Linked DNA regions of Mus musculus: region 2 is linked to region 1. The links are chromatin contacts, called in public Hi-C maps. All regions are on one chromosome and are shown on one strand. Each heading gives the region's core, a stretch centred on a gene start, on an enhancer-like site or on the middle of the called end of the contact. The rest is flanking DNA. Distances are from core to core; before and after follow the strand shown.

Region 1 (3,921 bases), core at 1,260-3,759:
TCCTGGTAACCATCAGAAAACCCAATGAAGGGACCAGTAAAATTGGGAATAAACATTCCCATTTACTTTGCTAGATACAAGTTCATGTTATGATGAGAATATTGTGAGGACACAAACTTAAATCATGTGTCAGGTAAATATGGCTGTTCCTTATCCTGGCAAATCCTAGGTTCCAGCCCTTGGGACAGTTAGTCACCAGTCTCGGGTATAGTCTGTGAATCAAGGGCTGACTCTCAAATGAGAGCTGGGTGCCAATCACTCACTGAGTAACTCAGGAACATTTTGTTGAATACTTGATATATTCAAGAGATTGGGTTGCCAGTACTCTCCAAGGGGACTACGTAAAGAATGATGACTTAGAAGGACAATCCCCACATAGATACTGAAGGAAAGTCTTTAAGGTATGAAGGACAATGGCTAAGAATCTCAGGGACGTGGGGCACACTGGAAGGCAAAGAGATATGGTGTGAGTCTCCAAGTGGGCAGGAGTTCAGTAGAGGCCTGGGGGAGGGGGGAGGGGCTCAATCCGGAGGCCCTGTTCCATGCAGGTGAATTTTATGAATAAAATCATGGTACTTAGGAGGGCTTCAAAGGCAGCTCCAAGCAGCCCACACATTTAACAACTGAACCATCCTGTCCCTTTGGGCATTAGTGTGTGGCTTTTAAGGATATTCATGTCCACGTCAACCTGAGGTAGATTTGCACTTCTTCCATTTCCCCTGCTCTGTGCTTGGTGCTGTTGAGTCCCTCACTCAGCACAACATGGTGGAAGGGAGAATTGAACTATAGAAACCTCAAACGCTACCAAGCAGGGCTTGACTTAAATTTTGTTACTTATATAGACCTGTGAAAGAAATGGAGAAGACGTTTAAAATGCAGACTAATCCTAAAGGTTTGTGCGTATTTGTCAGGTTGCAGAGCAGAGGTGAGAATAACTGGGCTCTTTTCTTTCTAAACCTTTTGCCTTGGATATTCTAGGCAAGCACTTTACCACTGAGCTATAGACCTGCCTCTCTGAACTTCTTTATTTAGAGACAGGCTCTCGCTACATTGCCTAGGCTGGCCTTGACCTCACTCTGTAGCCCATACAGGCTTTGAATTTGCAAGTGTCCTATTGCTACCCCCCACCCCCCACCCCCCACCCCTGAAATTGTAACTGCAATTTCAGGCCAGTGCCACTGGACTCCATCTCTGCACTCTGACAAGTTCTGCATCTTGCTCTTGGCTCTTGCTCATGCAGAAGAAAACTTCTCTGACTACGGCTGAGAGCAGCCTGGGTCTATGAGTATAAGCATAAATATTTAGAAGGCAATTTGATAGTATGGCCGTTTAGCCAAATAAGAGCAGTCAGCTCTATCCTAGGGTCCGTGACTTCCCAGGTATGGGCTTTGGACCAGGGTTTATTTGTTCACTTGGAGATAAGCAAATGTCATAAAAGCGGCACACACATTCTCTACAACTGTAGCTCATCCAGATAAACATCACCTGGTCATGGGACTGCAGTGGAGATCCTGCTTATACATTTTGGAGGATAAGAGAGATTGTCCCAGTCATTGTATCCTCTGCATGCTTCCACTTTGTTATTCTCTCTCTTTATTCCCCTCCCCCCATCCCATGCATTACAGGTAGGTGTGGTTTGCAGGATGTTGGGAATGGGATGGAAGAGAGGCAAGTGGAAAGAAAACCGAGTTTGGGAAAACAAAGCTGTCAAGGGTCAGAGAGCAGAGATTGGCTTTCACTTTTCTTTGGTGTTCTGGAATTCATGTTTTGAAATATTTTGAACCTAAAGGAGATGCACAGGAGACTCTTGGATGTGACAGCATGTTCATTACCTAGTCCATGGTGATAGGGTGGGTGTGTACACATGCCCAAACTCATCAAACTGTAACCAAGTATGTGTGGGTCTTGTGTATGTTCGCTATATTTCAGTAAAACTGTTTATTTGCTTGCTTGCATGTTAAGGAAACTGGTGTGCTGGAGAGATGACTCAGCAGTTAAAAGAAGCACTTACTGAATTGTAGAGGAAGAATTCAGGTTTCTAGTATCCATATTGTTGTGGCTCATAGCAACAAGTAACTCTAGCCCTAGGGGATCTAATGCTCTCTCTTGGCCTTTGTAGGCAAACACACACACACACACACACACACACACACACACAGAGAGAGAGAGAGAGAGAGAGAGAGAGAGAGAGAGAGAGAGAGAGAGAACATATATTCACACAAATACACAATCCTCAAAAATAAAAATAAATCTTAATTTTTTTCTTTCAAAAGATGGAAGTTATAAATGAGCTTAATTTTAAACGGTATTCACTCTTTCATTGAACGCCTGAAGTACCCACTGTGTGTCAGCCCTTTGCTAGACACTGGTGTAGAAGCGAGTTCTCATCTCTGATACATCTATCCACGAATGCACAAAGAGCACAGGGAGCTATCAGTACTGAGCTCTGATGGTGAAGCTTATGATAGGAGCTCCAAGTGCCATGGTAACCGCAGCAGGGGCTGGTCTGGCCTGGGGGCGGTCCCGGGCTGTGACTCATACAGCTATCAGTGACAAGCAGAGCAACCTCCCCCACAGACTTCAGCTGGAGGGGGAAAATCAATTTTCTTTGCCATCACCATCTTATTCACACATGAGTATGCCCTCATTCCTATTCACTTGCTCCTGAAAGCTGTCTCTTTTCAGTGGCTCCAAACACAAAGACTAAACAAAGGCGATTGCAGAAGGGCAGACAAAGCCAGAGAGAGCAAGTCTCATTCTCTGTAAATGCCAGATTTTCTGCATCAGTGGGGCTGCAGCTGTGACAAGCATCAGGCTGTTTCCTAAGGCGAGTATTTCCTAACACACCATGGAAAGAAAATATTAGTATCATCAGGGGGGACAGGCAAATAGGCTCAATTATTATAAAATTTTGTGGATAGACAATTTTTCACAATAAGAGGAATTTGGCATGTTGAATAAACATAGAAAATTATATTGTTAATATAAAGTATGGCCACATTTTTCTGCTTTAATCTACAAGCGGGTGAAGAACTAAGTCCTATTAAGGAATTTATCCTGCTGTTTTGTACGAGCTTCCGAATATAGTTGGCACATAAGGACCAACTATTCAGGTGCAGCAATTTATAAAGTGTCATTTCACCTATTTGGTTGTCCACTATCAAGTGGTCAGCCCAGAAATCATACACAAACAGACAACACTAAATAGACTGAGTAAGTTGTATCCATATATTTAAGAGAGGACAAAGCAGGGAAGGGTCACATGGTCAGATGGGGGAGATGATAGGGAAGCAGGGACCATGGTGTCATTTACACTTTAACTTGTTTGCAAAAGTTAAAAATTAATCTTAAAAAACCCAAACAAACCAACTGTAAGGAAATGTTATTCTGTGCACAGCAATTAGAGACCAAATCAATTCATCGCCTTTGTGTAGGGACTGCTGTGGGGGAGGCTACTTTTCCAAGCTGCTGATAAAGCGTGATGTGACAATCTGATTCACACCAGACTTAATCAGCATGGGCCAGGGAGTGTCTAGTCACCGAGTAGACACAGATCAGTAAATTAATGCCAGGTGAGTAATTAAAAGTGTTTCCTGGGTATGGATGACACCTCTGGACGCAGCATGAAATAGATCCCTTTGTATTCCACACCATGTTCTCTCCCAGCATGCCTCTGGCCTTTAGTCACTGAGAGACTAAATGTCTGCTGCAAAAAGCCTGGAGTTAGGAAATCTATCTATATTCTGGTCTCGAGATTACGGGAAGTTATTTGACCTTAGGAAATGGATAATAAAGTCCTAATGCTAACTTTGGTTTGCCCATCTGCAAAATTAAGGTGTTTAAGGCAGGATCAGGAAAGGACCAGAACAAAGGCATGCAGGTACGAGTCCAAGCGAAATGTCCCCATAGTCGTGCACAATA
Region 2 (3,723 bases), core at 365-2,864, 360 kb before region 1:
TAAAGCCCCGCCTCCTAATGCTATCCTCCTAGGGGTGGGATTTCAACATAAGAAATTTGGGGGGGGGGCACTACTCTTCTCCAGGTCATAGCTCAGTCTGTGACCCATCCATCTATCTCCTGTCTGTCTTTTATCTATTCATCTCTTTTAATTAATCTGTCACATATGCATCGATCTACTGTGTTTATTGGCATCTCTGTAATTTACTGTAGTATTAAATGTGTCTGTACCTATTTATAATCTATTGAATTACCCATCCGTGTGTCTTGTCTGTCATTCATCGAAACTGTCTCTCCCATCAGTCATCTGTCTGTCTCTTCCGAATGGAGGATGCAGTCACCTACTGCCTGAATGTGTGCTGAGACACAGTATTTGATAAGATCAGGAAGAGTTCAAAGTCTGTTTTGTGGCGAAGCCTATGTAAAGCAGTTCCTCTTGGCTTTGTAGATGTAAATTTGTGCCCAGGACACTTTCCTCACTGGATCTCAGTTGTCTTTGGAAATCCAAGAAGGCCAGTGCTGCGCCTCTTCTGAGCTGCTGTGCACACTGAGCCCTGTGGTTTTCATGGTGGACCTGTTACCTGGTCTGTATCTTAGTGTCCATTTCGCCATGAGCTGGTACTAGCATCCTCTGCTCCACCCTCCTGTCCTGTAACTTGGTGAGGATCCTAGGATACAGTCCCGAGTCTTTCTTCTGCCAGCCTTAGTGACAGATCCTTTCCAGTGGGTATTTTGGCTAAGGAACCATTTAGTCATATAGTGCCTACAACTCAGGGAAGTGGGCTTGGGAAGGGCCTGACAGAAAGCAGAGCTCTGTCTCTTCTGGGTGGACACTGCGGGCTGTGTCTTCCTGTCTCATAGCATCAAACCAGAGGATGACATCATGGCTCCCATGGTGCCGTGAGTGGCTGGTTCCGGAAGGTGCTATAGCAGACACCTCTACTGTTCTTCTTTAGCTGGTAGTTGTTACTATCATTATTTATTCTGCACCTTAATTCATTATCAATACAAATCATAACAGATAAAGCCAGGCTGAATACAGCCACTATTAAACCTGGGAGGGAAAGAAGGTTTCTCTTCAGGGTTTGAACTGGGGACCTGATAGGAAGTCACAGCTTAAGTAAGGAGTCTTGGTTGTGTGTTGGGTCATTTTGTGCAACTCCGTGGAACATCTCTAAGGACAAACATTTAAGGTCCTGTCTGATGGATGCACTTCAACCTATTTCCTATTAATGTAACATCGGGGCAAGGTGCAGGCCAGACTGACCCAAACAAAGGAAGGCATGTGTGGACTATTAAGGTGCTCTCCTGTTTTGTTCCCTTGTCCTCTGACGAGCTCTGCCAATGACCTCACAGATGCTTTCTGGACCTTCTCCATAGACATACAATACCCGGGAAGAAAGTTTATTTGCAAGTAGAGATTATTAATTAAGTGCTCTGAGAATTTGCAAACCCTGGGCCCTCATTTCCTGTCCTGTCCTCCCTTTGACCTTGAAGGTCAAGAGCTGACTACCCAGCTAGGACTGAAGGATTGGGAGGAAGCCCAGAGATGACTACGGACTTGCTTCATTACTGTGAGTCTAGCTAAGGTTCCGATCCAAGCTCCGACATTGTGCAGATAGGAGTCAGAGAGGTCACGCAGCAAGGAAGCGAGGCAGCCAGCACTAGAGGTCCACAGAGCTCCACATCTGCAGTGCTGGGATTTTATTGACCACCACCACGTCCAAATTTTCTGCATTTACTCTGGGGATTGATCTCAGCTCTTCAGATTTGTACGGCAAGCACTTAATCAAATAAGCTGTTTTCTCAGCTAAAAGGGTTTGATTTTTTCGTTTGTTTGCTTGCTTTTTAACAATTAGAATGTGCGTGAACGCCACAGAAACCCTGAGCACATCCCTTACTTACTTTGAGTTGGCCGGCAGCATCAGGCTTCTGTCCAGTCCCCTGTCTTGCCAGCAGCAGGAAGATTCTAGTATTCAGGCTTTATCCTGCATTTCCAACCAACCATCACTTCAAAGTGCCTTTCCCTTTTCTGTAATATAGAGGGCGAAAATGATCAGCTATTGGACATCTCCCACTAAGAGGGAGGCTACACCCGTGGGGAGAGGCTTGCCACCATGGTGGTCTACCGACTGCCTTTGGTCTCTCCACAGTAGCCCTGCCTCCATGACCTAGATTTCTCCTGCATTCCTGAGTGCTGTTTGGACAGCAGTCCCCAATAGTGACTTATGCTATGAATTCACCAGCCTAAGTGAATCCCACTTGGGAGAGGCCCCAGCCCCTGTTCAATGTCAGGTGGAGCCAACTGCCCTCAGAGGATCCTTGACCTTGTCTGGGGCTCCTCTTTTCTAAGTCTCTGTGAGGTTTATCAGCTCATCCCTCCCTATACCTGATGGTGAAGCAAACAACCCTCGAATATGGTGTTTTGCTGTTGGGGGTGGGAGTCCGAGGACAGGGAGGAGCCCACCACCGTCTGGGCTTGGGCTGTTGCTCATAGCATTGTTTTTTCCTTTGTGTAGCTATCCCAGGGATTCACTAAGGAAACATGAGGTGCAGTGGAAAGAATTTGAGGCCTCCATCTCTCAAGGACGCATCTTAGAGAAAATCAGGAGACCTTAGTTCTGGGATAGACTGTTGCTTATTAGCTCCAGCAAGAAGCCCTCTATTTCCCCCTGGCTTTCCTTGCCTGTTGGAGGCCTTTCATGCCTCCTGGCATTTAGGAGAGGGTTCAGGGTGTGGTAGATTAGACAGAACTGGGCACGAGGCTGGGGTGGGTTACAGAGGTGGAGCGAGGCAGTCCATCAGCTCTCCTCTGACAGCCCAACTGGTTTAGAGGAATGTCTGACTCTGGGAGATTTGGAGGCTAAATTTGATTTGTGATCTGACTTCTGTGTTGTTGAGAATTGTTTTACCACCCCTTCCTCAAACTCAAAGTGCTCCTCACTGTCCTGAAGTGACTTTTGTCCTGTTTGTTCCAGAGACACATTCTCTTTGTCACCTGATTTTTCTCTCTGGTTAAGAGCATTCAGCCGTGTGGCTACTGGAGACCACTTGTGTTCCGCCACTTTCTATGGCTCTAACTAAATAGCACGGACTAGGTCCTTTATAAAGAACAGAGGGTTTGGGGCTCACTGGTGAGAGTCTAGGAAATCCAGGAACATGGTGAGGGCATTTGGAGAGGGTAGTGGGGCTAGGGCAAAGCCATGGGAGGGAGGTGTTACATGGTGTGATATGGTCAGCCTTGTCCTCTCTTCCTCTTCTTACAAGATCACTAACTGATGGGGGCCCATCCTTATAACCTCTAGTCTAACCACTTCCTTAAGTCCCTGCTTCTGACACATCGTCAACATAAAAATCTAGGATGGAAATTTAAACACATTCACTTTGGGGAACTCAGTGAGCTTTGAGGTATTCATTCAAATCATAGCCGTGCTCCCACTCCCACCATCTATAGAAACAGCTTTTCTGCCTTCCTTTGAAGACCCTTTGCTTTGCTGAGCTCCAAGCTTCTCCAGGCAGGGCAGCCCGAGTGCCACCTTCTTCACCACCCTGGTGGGACATCTCTCCTGTGGGACACAGCCTCCAGCTTAGGGAGAGAGTCAGCTATCTTAGATCATAGGAGAAAGTACATATAAGTCCCGGCTGTGACGCCTGGTCATTCTGTCCCTTGAGGATGTAGTGAGCTGGATGTCAGATGTAGATTGTCTTTGTTACGGTTGTTTCT

The links. Hi-C and Micro-C count contacts between places; a contact is called where the count stands out from the background.
Region 2: a Hi-C map of muscle stem cells shows a contact between it and region 1, with 1.8 times the contacts expected there. The contact joins two enhancer-like sites. A contact is called at or near these places in 2 of 484 Hi-C or Micro-C datasets (muscle stem cells and nephron progenitors) and 1 of 115 datasets of contacts at active chromatin or transcription factors (fibro-adipogenic progenitors).

Annotation. Positions count from the first base shown.
Region 1 is chr14:66,493,434-66,497,354 of GRCm38.p6, reverse strand. No RefSeq gene overlaps it. Among named protein-coding and RNA genes, the nearest start is that of Gm41184, 23 kb to the right of the region's middle. RefSeq lists an enhancer at 236-3,921. Within about 2 kb of position 2,509, at least 127 of the 459 cell types and tissues checked have an H3K27ac peak or open chromatin away from gene starts, as enhancers often do. A contact at or near this core is called in fibro-adipogenic progenitors and muscle stem cells, where this site is marked.
Region 2 is chr14:66,850,277-66,853,999 of GRCm38.p6, reverse strand. All of the region lies in intron 3 of Dpysl2 (dihydropyrimidinase-like 2), which reads left to right. Among named protein-coding and RNA genes, the nearest start is that of Gm5464, 17 kb to the left of the region's middle. Within about 2 kb of position 1,614, at least 37 of the 459 cell types and tissues checked have an H3K27ac peak or open chromatin away from gene starts, as enhancers often do. A contact at or near this core is called in fibro-adipogenic progenitors and muscle stem cells, where this site is marked.